Regions from separate parts of the Sus scrofa genome. Here region 2 is linked to region 1. Evidence: chromatin contacts called from public Hi-C data. All regions are on one chromosome and are shown on one strand. The core of a region is the stretch at or near the end of the contact, and the rest is flanking DNA. Distances in the headings are between cores, read along the strand shown.

The links. Hi-C and Micro-C count contacts between places; a contact is called where the count stands out from the background.
Region 2: a contact with region 1 is called in a Hi-C map of skeletal muscle, with 5 times the contacts expected there. The contact joins the enhancer-like site here to the promoter of BVES in region 1. A contact is called at or near these places in 1 of 5 promoter capture datasets (liver), 4 of 47 Hi-C or Micro-C datasets (fetal heart ventricle, heart right ventricle and skeletal muscle) and 1 of 2 datasets of contacts at active chromatin or transcription factors (skeletal muscle).

The regions. Positions count from the first base shown.
Region 1 is chr1:71,357,215-71,363,639 of Sscrofa11.1, reverse strand. BVES (blood vessel epicardial substance) reads left to right here and starts at 3,385. Exons shown (of 8, transcript NM_001348416.1): 1 at 3,385-3,569. LOC106508909 reads right to left here and starts at 4,228. Exons shown (of 6, transcript XM_021084573.1): 1 at 4,146-4,228; 2 at 3,868-4,051; 3 at 2,680-3,561. The coding sequence starts at 4,228. The coding sequence ends at 2,809.
Region 2 is chr1:71,469,917-71,477,140 of Sscrofa11.1, reverse strand. No RefSeq gene overlaps it. Among named protein-coding and RNA genes, the nearest start is that of POPDC3, 73 kb to the right of the region's middle. Within about 2 kb of position 2,755, at least 8 of the 83 cell types and tissues checked have an H3K27ac peak or open chromatin away from gene starts, as enhancers often do. A contact at or near this core is called in skeletal muscle, where this site is marked.

The DNA.
Region 1 (6,425 bases), core at 2,136-4,635:
CTTACTTTTCATTTTATAGAACTGGTACTCATATATCAATGATGAGAAATTTAAACATAAAATGTATGCTTTTAATCCTTAAATGGGTTATAGTCACGTAGGGGAGAGCTTTAGTTCAGTCTCCTGTCTCTGTGGAACACAGACTCAGCCAAAGCAGACTCTATCCAAGTTCGGGATGCAAGTCTTACGATACTGAATCCAGTACTCTTTTCATAAAAGTGCACGATCTTGAAAGGATCTAAATGCCTTAGATCTTAACCTGTCCCGTAAGGAGTGAGTTCATCCTCTAAGAGCTGACTCCATAACCGCACCTCTGGAGTCTGATATTCCAGTCTGCAAAGCCAGAACTGGGCTCTACAATTTTAGTAAATATGAGTTTAAATTATTACAAAAGTAACATGTAATCATCATAGAAAATTAAACAGAAGAAGCAGGAGGAGGGGGTGGTGGAGGGATGGACAGAGAGTTTGGGATTAGCAGATGCAAACTATTACACATAGAATGGATAAACAAGGTCCTACTGTACAGCACAGGGAACTATATTCAATATTCTGAGATTTAACCATAATGGAAAAGAATATGGCGTTCCCACTGTGGCTCAGTGATAACGAACCCAACTAGTATCCCTGAGGATGCAGGTTTGATCCCTGGCTCCGCTCAGTCAGTCAAGGATCCAGCATTGCCATGAGCCGAGGCACAGGTCACAGACATGGCTCAGATCCCACATTGCTGTGGCTGTGGTGCAGGCCGGCAGCTGCAGCTCCAATTCAATCCTAGCCCGGGAACTTCCATTTAGGGCGAGTGTGGCCCTAAAAGGACTCTCTGTCTCTCCCTCTCTCTGTCTGTCTGTCTCTCTCTATATATATATATACTTTAAAAATGTATAAATAGATATATGTATAACTGAATCACTTTGCTGTACAGCAGAAATTAACACGGCATTGTAAATCAACTATACTTCAATTTAAAAAAGAAGCAGGAGGAAGAGCAGAAGTTAGAAGATGAAGAGGGAGAGAGGAAGGACGGGAGAGAAGAAAGGAGGGAGATAAGAGAGAGGGGGAGAAGGTGGAAAGGAAGGAAGGAGGGAAAAATGAAAAATCATTTATAATCTCAACACTCTGAGGCAAGGAACATAAGCATTTTAGTCTTTTAACATCATGGATGAGTTGTCATGTTCTTCTCACTCTTGTAACTTGCCTTTTTCTATTTAACATCTTTGTACAGGAGGCAGTGTAGGCAGTGATAGAAGGTGGCAGAAACTATATAGGTAGCGGACGAGAGTGTAAGTTCCAGAACTACACTGCCCGGTTAACATCCTGGCCCAGCTTCTCACTAGCTGTGTGAGCCTGAGCAGCCTACTCGACCTTGCTGTTATCTTAGTTTCCTGGCTATAAAATGGAGATTAATAACAGAAGCTACTTCTTCACAGAGTTTTCCATGAGGATTCAATGGCTTAATATATCTGAACCATGTATAATACTGCCTGGCACAAAATACATCCTCTATCAAGGGGCAGTACACTTTTTTTCAGTAAAGACCCAGATTGTAAATATTTTAGGCCTTGCAAGTTCATATAGTTTCTGCCACAACTCCTCAATGCTGCCTTTTGGCACAAAAGCAGCCATAAATGAACGAGCGTGGGGCTGGGTTCCAGTTAAACTTTATGGACAGTGAATTTGAGTTTCATATCGTTTTCACATGTCATGAAATACTCTTCTTTTGGTGATTTGGACCATTAAAAAATGTAAAAACCATTTTAGCTCATGAGCTGTGCAAAAATCGGCAGTGGACTAGGCCTTTGAGCCAGAGTTTGCTAACCTCTGTTCTATATAATTAGCAGATGTTATTATGTCTCTAATATCTGTTTATAAATCAATTTTAATGGCTGCTTAGAACAAGATTGTTTGGATGTCCTATAATTTACTTAGTCCCCTATAGTTAGAATTTAGATTATTTCCAGTGTTTGTCATTATAAGCCATCCTCAAATATCCATGCAAAGATAGATTTATGCACATTTATTACTAAACCTTACTTAATATGTACGTAGTGGTAGCTATCAAAATGGCTGGCCAAGCAGCTAAAAAGAAAAAGACTCTGAAGAAGCAGCCTTGAAAATGAATCTTGGGCCGTTAGAGCAAATTTCAAATGTGAGAGACAGAGCTTTGTAAGTAGAATATATATTCACATACATAGAATTTACTATGTACCACACACCATTCTAAGCCTCTTATATATATCTAGCCATTTAGTCCTCAACACAAGAGGAAACAGACACAGAAAAGCCACGTAACTTCCCCAAGGTCACACAGTCAGTTGGTAGCAGAGGCAGGATTCAAACCTGGCCTGTGCAGCACTATCGCCCAGGTTCTTGAAGACGCTGCTTCTCCACTAGACAGACTTGGCGCGTGTGCACACCCAGGTACTCACTTTATAACGTACTTGTGGTCTTTAGGTCATGTTTGGCACGCAGGAAAAACCTCATCTTCTTATAATCAGCACAAATTCTATCCGTCCACGGGACACTTCTGGCTGGAAACTGAATGCCTAGCTAACCTTACTTACTCTTTTGTCCTCCAACTCCTCCCCTATACCAATTCTTCATTAATTCACCCAGCATTCCTCACCCAAAAGAACGATCCTCTATAAAAGTAATGATGGATTGGACCATACTTTCATACCTTGGTTTTCAATGCCAAACACACGTGCCAGATTCAGATGGAGCTTTGCCTACAGCTGAGGGCCAGGCGCCTCCACGAGAATGTAAATTTCGGATAAGTATCCTCCTTCTATGGAAATAAAACCGTGGCTCAGGTCGACGCGCCCTTCCAAGTGCCCCTGCAGCAGCAGGGCTGGCTTGCTCCCGCTCCTTGCCGGGTCCCCGGAGGCGCTGTCCCGCGTCCCTGTGGACCAAACGGCCAACCTTCGCTGCCATGCTCGGACGCCGATTGCGCACTCTCCCGGTTCTTCCGGCTTGTGCGGAGATGCTGGCGTTTGTCCCAGAAAGGAATTGTGCGAATGGGTCGTTTGATTTTGTGGGGAAAAGAAGGATCTAGTTCTTCTATTCCTGATTGCTCTCTCTGCGAGAACCCTGTTGCTCGAGTTATCCCCACGGAGATGAGCAACCAACGCCGCTGACCCCAAAACGCTCCTCGCCCCCCACTCATGCCCAAACAAGGACAGAACCGAGAAGTAGGGAGGAAACCAGGAAAGAAAGAAGCGGGTGTTTCAAATGTACCACGCTTGTGCAGACGCGGCGGCGACTTGGAAGAGCCGGGCGGGGAGTCCTGGCCAAGGCCGGGGACTCCGCCCGCCGGGGGGCGCCGGGGCGCCGGGCGCGTGCGCGGTGCGGCCCCAGCCCTGGCTGCGGTCTCCGCTATGCCTATTTTAGTCAAAGCCGCTGCCAGCGCTGGGACCCGGCATCCGCGCAGCAGCCTTCTGACCCGCGGATCCGCCGAGGCTTTCGCGTCTGGCGCCCGTCGAGCCGTCGCGTCCGTGTCCCTCGCGTCCCGCCGCTGACTCCCCAAACTTTGGCCAGCGCCGCCCAGGCTCTGCTCCAGGGACTAGCCAGGTAAGGAGCGGGAGGCGCAGCTGTCGGCGGCTCCCCCAGCGCGCCCGGCTGTTTGCAGCCCAGCTCTCCCCCGGCTAAATCGGGAACCGAAAGTTGGATCCCTGCTCGGTTGGGAGCAACTTTGCACTCCCGGGCAGCGGCTGCCTGTTTTCCAAGCCTCGGCCGCCGGGATCCCCGCCCTCGCCTTTCTAGCCGCGCCTTCCCGGGGTTCCCTGTCCTTGGAAGCCGCCCTTCACCCCGGTTTTGGGCTTCGCGCTCAGAGACCCTCAGGTGTCAGCTGCCGCCACTCGGGTCTGACAGCGCCAGCGTCCTCGGGCGCTCCGGCCTCATCGGGTGGCCATTCCCGCGCTCTGCTGCCCTCAAGCCGTGGATGAGCCTGGCCTTTCCTCTCCCGGCGAGGCTCCCGGGGCTCCCGGTCCGCGAACCTACTACGGCTCCTCCTCGCCCCCTGTAGGGCCGCTAGGCGCACGGTACCGCCCGCCCTGGCTTGGCGCAGGGAATGCGAAGTGGGTCAAGGCGCTCACTACCCACACCCCGGAGCCCGAGAGCTTCGGGTCAAGAAGAGCTGACACTGACCCTCTCTCATTAAGGAGCAAGGTGAACAGGGCGCCTGGGGAGCGCAGATAGCTGGAGAACCCGTGATCCACCCGCGCCTTCATTTTTGAGGCTTTAGGAAACCGGTTGCTGGCCGGACAAGTCCCAGAAACTGTTGGCTTTGAGGCAAGAATAAGTGTGAAAAGACTCTTAGCAACTTAATGCCTTTTGCCATTCCGAAGATATGCCAAGGTTCAGTTAGAATTGCAGAATGAATTGAGCGAGTCTACCAGCACCACTTTTGCTCACCGCTGTTACCTTTTTCAATTCTGTAGGTTGGTGAAGGGTTAATGTTAGTTCCGCCTTTATCTGTTCAGCCCTGCACACACCTATTTGAAAACCAGTAGATATACAGGACTTTACTAGAACAGGGACTTTAAGGAATTTGACTCCGGGAACTAATAGGAGAAAGAAAATTTGCCTTGATTTCGTCAAAATTAATCTGAACGTTTCTCAACTTACCTGTCTAACTTTTCCTTGTTAGATCAATTCGTTCTCAGCATAAAGGATAGTTCAGCTTAAGCCACATAATTCCTTTAAGTAGTGGTCAAAAGAAGCTGAAATCGGCAAGATCCGATCGATATTTATTGACAATAGGTTACTGGTGTTTCAAAATAGAGACACAGGTAAGTATACATAGGTAAATAATAGACTTTGTATGTTATAAACATACAAAAATGAATCATATATTATGTTAATTACTATGCAATATGTAATACATAGAGAAAATAAAATGAATATATGGACTATATATTTTTAATACATTGCGGTGCATCAAAATGTGTTGTAGGATTATCTCATCTTTTAAAGATTCATATTACTGTGTCCTTGGTTCTTGGGTTAGTAGATCATAGTTTTCCTGTCATTTCTCTTGACCAGAAATTAATTCTTTAGTGCCACTTGGAGAACTTTTAAAAGCTTGAAATTTAATTACAGTGGTTTAGTTGGCAGTAGGTGTAATAAGTGAATCTAAAGGGGAATATGTATTCATTAACTGACTATAGAAATATGAGTTAGAGCCACAGACTAGTAAAACTGGGAGGGCTTTCAAAGATAACATATCCAGTTGTCTCAATTCCGAGGAAAAAGGTGACCCAAGGAGCAGAAGTGACTTCCCCTGGCTTATGTGTCTCCCTGGGGCTTGTGGTATAGAACCTCACCCTCTCAACCTCAGGAAGGCTTGGTACTCTCTTGTCTTTACCACTGAGGTTTGGGGCGACCGAAAAGTAATTTCCAAAAGTGTTTGTCATTCTTTTGTAACTTCTTCCATATGGCTTTCACGTCTGCCTCTGGCATTCTCTGCAGAGTCTAGGCCTTGGATATACCTAGACGAATGTGACACTGTCCCTGCCCCATAAAGAACATAGGGTAATTAGAGGAACAAATGGGACAGTGGGAGTGAAAGCACCTTCTAAACTGCCTAGAAATGGTAATTATTATTAGCTTACATAATGCTAATGCATAAGCTAATGTTGACATCATGAGTATTGCAGGACATTTAATATCATTCTTCCTCCTGAAGAAATGATGAGATTGAGTCTGGCTTGGTTCTTGAAAACAAACTTTTTATAAATTGAGTTTTTGAAATAATGATGCCTCCCCATCCCAATAGGCTTATATTTTTATTGTCTCAAACATTTGGAAAGAAGGGGATTAAGAAGGGAATATAGCCAGTATTTTATTATAACTATAAATGATAGCCTTTAAAAATTGTAAATCACTAGATTGTGCACCTATAACTTATGTAATACACATCAAGTATACTGACGTGAAAAAAACACTTGGAAAGTAGTTGAACTTTTATGATTTCTTTCCTTTTTGTACCAAATCTATATCTAATTCAGCTATTTCTCGTATTTATGATCTGTTTTAGAATTATAGAAAGAGCTCTTTAATTGACTTGATCATTTCATTCATAATTTATAAATTTGGGTATGTATGTTTTTCCATTATCTTAAGAGATATGGAATTATTTCACATTAATCTGTTAACATCCTTTCAAAAAGCCCAACCCAATGCAATTTATTCTACCACCTAAAACCTTTAGTTTTTTTTTGTTTTGTTTTTTTTTGTTTTGTTTTTTTTTAGTAATAAAAAAAATGGAAAAGTAAGGCTTATGGCACACTCTTCTTTGGAAAGAAATTCATATTTCTAAATTCAATCTAAAGGTATTTTGGGTCCCTGTTTGGAATTCTTTCTCTGAAACAGAGCAATTCAAACATTCTGTAAAACTACATAATTTTTGACAGGGGCCAATTTGTA
Region 2 (7,224 bases), core at 1,506-4,005, 110 kb before region 1:
ACACTGCATTTTATTTGTTTGGAATGTGGATCTTGGAAGATCTCTGAGTATTTTTCAAAATTAAACAAGACATCTACAAGTAAAAACCATAAAACATAAAATGCTTCAGAGGAGCAGAGAAAGCAATGCTGAATTGCTGGATGAACTGCTAGAGCGGAGCGCTGAATTTTTGCCCTGAGTCCACCAGGACTGCGATAAGTGACTCTAAACTTCAGGAGCTGCAGCTTCTACAGCCACAAAAAAAAAAAAAAAAAAAAAAAAAAAAAAATTGTTTAGCTCAAAGGACTTAATATACACACAATGCAGTGGGTGGCATCTTCCCTCACTAAGAATCTTCTTCCCGTCTTCCTCCAGCTGGTCTCTCTCCAGCCTCCTCCTCAGGTCCAGCCTCTACGACATGGTAATATCCTGCTCATGTCCTCCACTGGCAACTGCTGGGGCTCAGCGAGACCATTGGTCTGCCCCCTGGGGACAGCATTCAGTCACCCACCTGCTGGCTCCAGCATGCTGGCCATTTCCCCTCCATCTATAGCTTCTTCACCCTGACTCAGGTTCCAAACAGTCCTCTGCCCTCCCAGAATCTCTGAAAGTCTTCAGTGGGCCACTGAGGACCGCTGGCTCCCTGCACACCTCTGGCAGGCTGGGACAGCTGGGAGCTTCCTGGGCCTGTCTGCCAAGCCAACTTCTCCTTTAGGGCTGCATTGTGGCGGGTGGTGGATGTGCCTACCAGGGGATCTTGCCAGCCTCCTGGGGACCCGGAAGGATGCAGGGCACAGAGCCCTTTGTTTGGTCTTTGCTTTGGGGTCCACCTATTTCCCGGGGCTCCTGGATATCAGCCCAAAGAGGAGTGCTGAAGACACGGGTCTCACCACCTGTCTCCTCTCACTCTGTTTTCCTTCCACTTCACACATGCCTCCTCTTCTAAGTCATACACTGACTTCTCTCTCTCCCAGGCTTTTCTCACGATTTAGTCCACAGGACAGCTCTTGGTAGATGCAGAAGAAATGCTCTTTCCACAAAGATTGCCTTTGAAATCAAATGTTTTTCTGCAGACCCAGAAGTCCTCCTCCAGGTGTCAAAGGCCAGATATCGAATCTTTCTCTTTGTACGCCTGCTGTGGTGCTCCGAATCTTCCCTCAGGGCAAACCAGATATTTCCGGTCAGAAAATGCAAATCTGCACTTTATTTTTTTCCAAGAATATACACATTCTCCAGAAAGACACATCTCCCACTGTAACAGTCTCTCTCTCCACCTCACATTTCCTTTCTTCTGATTAAACAGAACTTAAAATCTCCCCTCAGAAGACTACATTAAATGGGGAACTTGGGGAAAGCACGGATTAGTTGCAGGGGAAGCAAGGCATGTGGCTTTTTGTTTTACCACATCACCTCCTATCCCATGGTCATGTGTAGATTACAAGACAACTGGATCGAAGCACATATACCCCTTCTCTTTATTTTTTATTTTTATTTTTTTGTCTTTTTAGGGCCACACATGCAGCATATGGAAGTTCCCAGGCTATGGGTCGAATCAGAGCTGCAGCTGCCAGCCTACACCACAGCCACAGCAGCACGGGATCTGAGCCACATCTGCGACCTACACCATGGCTCACGGCAACACTGGATCCTTAGCCCACTGAGCAAGACCAGGGATCAAACCTGCATCCTCATGGATACTCGTCAGGTTGGAAACCGCTGAGCCACAACAAGAACCTCCAAACTCCTTCTCTTTAAATACTATTTCAAAAGATGATGCCTTCCTTACTGTAAGAACTTCAGCTTTTCAAACCTCTGACAGCTGCAGAAAGGTCTTCTGCTGCCCCAACAGCTCTTGACCATCCTTCAAAGATTCTGCACATTCTCAACCACAGTTCTATGAAATATTTTGTGAAATGCCTTTACAGACATTTCAGACAATTCCTTCCAGACACAGGGCTACAGGCAATGTAGGATGAGTAAGTCAGGGGCTGGGTGCCAGGAATGTACAGTCTAGGGAGGGAGCAGAGAGGGGAGATGAGCAACTATAAAACTAGTTGTGCAACAATGGAAAACAAGATGCCATGGAAGTGCTGATGGTGGATCCTAAAGGACACTCCTCACACAAGCTCTCATCCAGGTGACACTGAGTCACATGCTAGAAATGCCCTTAAGTTGTTCTACAGCCAATACAGGAGTGGCTTCCATGAAACTGAGTTCTCCTAATGACCAGCAATTAAACCACCTCGAAACAAATCATTATGGTTCAAGGCCATTGGCTTCTGATCAAGTGGAGGAGGCTGAGGTACTAGCAGGGCCCTCAGACTAAATGGCACATCTCTAGGCCACGATCTGTTAGAAGCTGGCTGGTGGACCGGAGCCAGGAAGAGACAACAGTAGCTAGCTTAGAAGCCTGCTGACGTTCTCTGTGCTATTCTAAGTTGCTGATTGAGAGAGGCATGTGCTTTGGAGAGCAGATAAGTGGAGAGGAAGGTTGCTGTTGTGCCATGAAACTTGAGACCATGTGCTTTAGCCCCAGTATTCACCCAGATGGAAGCCAGAGAGGGGTCCACAGAGAGCTGTGACCGAAAGAAAAGCACAATGAAATAAGGAGAGCTGGCAAGAATTAATTGTACAAGCAAATAGGGAGAATATTGGCCCTGAAGACCACTGACATTCCTAAACATTAGATCTAAGAGTTCCTGTTGTGGCTCAGTGGGTTAAGGACCCGACATTGTATCTGTGGGAATGCGGGTTTGATCCCTGGCTTCGCTCAGTGGGTTAAGGATCTGGCCTTGCCACAAGATGTGGCTCAGATCTGGTGTCTCCATGCCTTGGTGTAGGCCTGCAGCTGCAGCTCTGATTTGACTCCTGGCCTGGGAATGTACATATGCGCTAGGTACAGCCATAAAAAATAAAAACAAAAATAAAAAATGAACAGATCTAGAAATTGTTATTGTATTTGATAAACTTGAAATAAATCCTCTAAAGAAGGAGATGAGGGGCACCTTCAGAAGGAAGCTAATAAATAAAATGGGAGAAATCAAGCAGAAGAGAGAATAAGCCACCCAAGTATTTGTTGGGGAAATGTTGCTGCTTGGTACTTGGAAATTAAAATAGATCCACTTAAATAAACACCTAAGGGTTTCTTATTTCATGTCATGTGCCAGGAGCTGGCAGAGCCCTATCACGGTGACCAGGGTACAGATCTGAGTCTGGAATGTGGCCAGTGTACTTTATGCCACTGAACCACAGGTCTGACAGCAAGAAGCAGCATGCTTAGGAAACTGTTGTTCAGCCCAAAGCCTAGAAAAGGCAAGTCAAGGGGACAGGTGTGTGAGGGTGAGTCAGCCCTGTCCAGGGAAAGGGATGCTGATTCTGAGTGTTTTATGTCTCCATGCAAATGAATACATCGGTGTTCTGGCTTGCCATTCAGATCTGATAACCCAGAGAGTGTAAAACAACAGTCAACAAAGCAAAAAATGAAAAGCCACAAAAGAAAGTGGAGACATGGTTCTTTATTGAAGATGTATGCATGGGAGCTGGGCCAGTGAAAATTCCCATCACAGGTTTTAAATTGAAAGAACACGAAGAAGGAAATCTACAGTATAAGAATGCAAGAGCAAGGGTGACTTTGGACATTAACTGAAGGAAGGAAAACAAAACTTACCCTAAGCCGTTTCTCGGTGTCAACTTACTGTGTGTTTGTTCTACGTGACTCATCAGAACAAGGTATGGAGATCCAATGGATGGAAATCTTTGTAGGCAGCTCAAATGAGGACGAAGACTCAGAAAACACTTCTTGGCTCTACTATCAGAGGAAGTCGGGCATTACTTATACATAATCTCGTCTCAGTTAAATAAATTTGTATAAGGCAGAGGATGACAAGATCTGGAGGTCAAGGGTCAAACACCCACCCCCAATGCCCTGACACAATGTAACGAAGCTGGAGAAATAACATGGAGTGGGAGAGACATATGTACAACCCAGAAAGGCATGCCCCTCAAAAGGTCATGGTAAGTGGAACAAAGTGGAGCCTCATAAAGGCCAGGGGGCTGATGACAAATAGGAAACACTTATGCTATGGGATAGAAAATAGATTGAGAAAATTGAGGACCTGAGACAATCCTCAGACAGTGCATGTCACTTGTCTAGACCTCGGATTCACATCTATAAAAGAAGGAAGTTAGATAATCTCTGAGATCATATTCAGTTTAAAAATGGCATTGCTAAATGATATTTAAGAATCAACAGAAAGCAGAAGAATTAGGCCAAAGTCAAGTTATCCCCTAAAATGTCTTCTATGACACACTGCATTAAAACCAATAAAAAAAAAAAACCCCTCCCTGCTCCAAGGTAGAATTTGAACAAAAACTGAAACAGCACATGATCTACTCCCAAAGCCTTTTTGAGGTTGGCTCTGTGGGACCACGCAGAGGAGGTGCCAATGCAAGAAAAAAATTGATGGAAGCTGGAGAGACAGTGAAAGGAAACAAAATAATTTGAGACCTTATATTTAACATGAGTTCCTTCATACTTAATATCTTTTACATTTTCGTTGCTTTTAGGGGAGAAAGAAGAAAGGCAAAGTTGTCTCATAAATTTAAAAAAGTGTTATGAGCACAATTTTAAAGCACTTTGCAAGTATACAGCAGTTGCAGTTTTCATTATTATTTAACTAGTTCAGTGCGAGCATGGGTTCTCTGAAACCCCAGTGCGCCCAGCGCTTACTCAGGGACGTCAAATATATGCTACAAAAGCAGCAGTTGACAACCCAGATCATAGATGGGCTCTTAAAACAATTGTATGACAAAATTATAATCTTCAAATAATAATGGTAAAATGTAGGAAGTTCCAACAGCTCCCAAGGTAAAGGTGAAAGTTGAAGGTACCAGACAAGCTTAAACGTTTAGTGCCTGTTTTAGGTCATCATGAGTATGACTATCACTAGTATGACTAATAATGTACGAATGGTTTTAGTTCAGTTCTTAGACATCCCTGATGCTTTCACCATGATTACAGAGTAGGAGAGAATGCCTTTCCAAAGTGAAATAAATGGTTATAATGCAATTGTTAAACACCCTGCATATGAGATAGCCCTAACACTTGTGTCTTGAGAACACATGCCAACTTCCTGGGAATTAGAGGATACTTTCATCCTCCTTCTTGTCATCTTTGCCAAAGTAGATAAATAAATAAATAAAATCATCAGTAAGAATGTGAGGGGAGTTTTCTTGCATCAGGAAGGGAGTTGCACTGCTGTACTCTGCCTGCTGTCACCATGACAGGCAGCCCCCCAAGCCTAGGAGTGACCTAAATGTTTAATGAAGCAGGAAAGTCATTCTTCAGTTGTAATGCAGATCCACTAGATGGTTTGAAAAGATCACCTCTGTTTGTTTTAAACTGGGAATAGATTGCTGAATATTTAATGAGTGCCACAGTATTCAGCTCCCAGAGGGGGCAAGCAAGGGTCAGGCTATGGCTGCCTCTGCTCCCCACAATTTCAGCTTATTGAAGGTGTGGGATAGCAGGGTCAAACCAAGCCATTCTTCAGCAGCGCCTTTTGTAGCACTGTATATATGGAAAGAAAAACAGGAGGTCATAGGCCTGTCCTGGTGAAGCAAATTAAGAATTAGGAACAGTCCTTTAGGGAAAATGAGGAGTGAGCTAGCAGTTCTTTCCCTTGTTCACAAAGGTGAGGATGAATAGTGTTAGGAAAGAGAAGCAATCAAAAATCCTTGTTGCCTCACACAACAGTATAAATCAACTGTACCACAATTAAAAAAAAGAAAACTTTCCTAGTGAAAAGCTTAAAAAAGTCCTTACTATGATTATGCTGGGAAAGAGATCTTACAGCAAGATAATCCCATTATTTATTTGTGGCATTAAAGACCCTTTACTATCTGAACAATCCTAGTCCAAGAAAAGAGCATTTTTGTGAACAATTTCCTCATAGCCAGATTCAGTCTTTGACTGATTTAGAATCTATTGCAATAATATGGGTGAGCATTAACAGTAGACTGGACAAAGATGGTAGCAGTAGAAATGGAACTGAGAGGCATTTGCTGATTGATTGACTATAGAATATTTAAAAAAAAAAATTTAAGGATGACTCTAAGATTTTGGCCAGACCATTTAATAAGATGGAAAAGGAATGGAAAAAAAAAAAAAGCAGTTTTAAGAGAAACATAAAGAGTATAGTACTAAACAATATTAAGTTTGAAATGCCCTTTAGACAACCAAACCTAAATGTCCACCAGACAGTTGGGTGTACTGAGCTGTCATTCTGAGCTGAGATCTGTCATTGTAGTGATGGAATATAATTAAATAAAACCACATGGGGGGGGTGCAGGTAGAAAACAGAAGAGTCTGAAGTCTGAGCTCTGAAGCCCTCCACCATTTAGTGGTCAGGAAGTTGAAAAGAGCCCTCAAAGGAAACTGAGGAGGAGCCCCAGGATGTCGGAAGACAAACGAAAGAGAAGTAAACAGTGAAAGCCAAGTGAATTAAATGTCAAAGAGAGAGTGACAATTGTATCAAATGCTCCTGAGGGGTTAAAAACCATGTGAACTGAGAATTGGCCATTGAATTTGGTAACATGGAAGTCACGGGTGACTGCTACGTGTCTCTGAAAAGTGGAAGAGACAAAAACCTACATGGAGTTGGCTCAAGAGAGGAGAGTAAACAGAAAAATGTGAGGTACAGAGAAATATTTCAAAGAATGTTGATGTAATGGGAAGTAAGGAAATGCAGTAATGACTCTATTGGGAGATGGAGTCAAGCAGTTGTTGTTTTGTTTCGTTATGTTCTGTTCTGGTTTTGGATTTTTTGTTTTTTTTATTGCTTTGGGTTTTTTGTTTTTTTTTTTTTTTTTTTTTTGCTTTTTAGGATCACACCCATGGCATATGGAAGTTTGGAAGTTCCTAGGCTAGGGGTTGAACATGAGCTATAGCTGCTGGCCTAGGCCATAGCTCACAGCAACGCCGGATCCTTAACCCACTGAGTGAGGCCAGGGGTCAAACCCGCATCCTCATAGATCCTAGTTGGGTTCATTAACCACTAAGCCACAAAGGGAACTCCCTGTTCTGTTTTTGTATTGAAGGGGAGATATTTGTATACTGATGGGAATAACCCAGAAAAGAGGTAAACACTGGCCATGAGGAAAGAGATGGATGTCCTTGAGTAAGAAGAAGAGGATGGGACCCACGTCCAATTGAAGGGGTAGTCTATGCAGGAGCAAGGGTGGCTC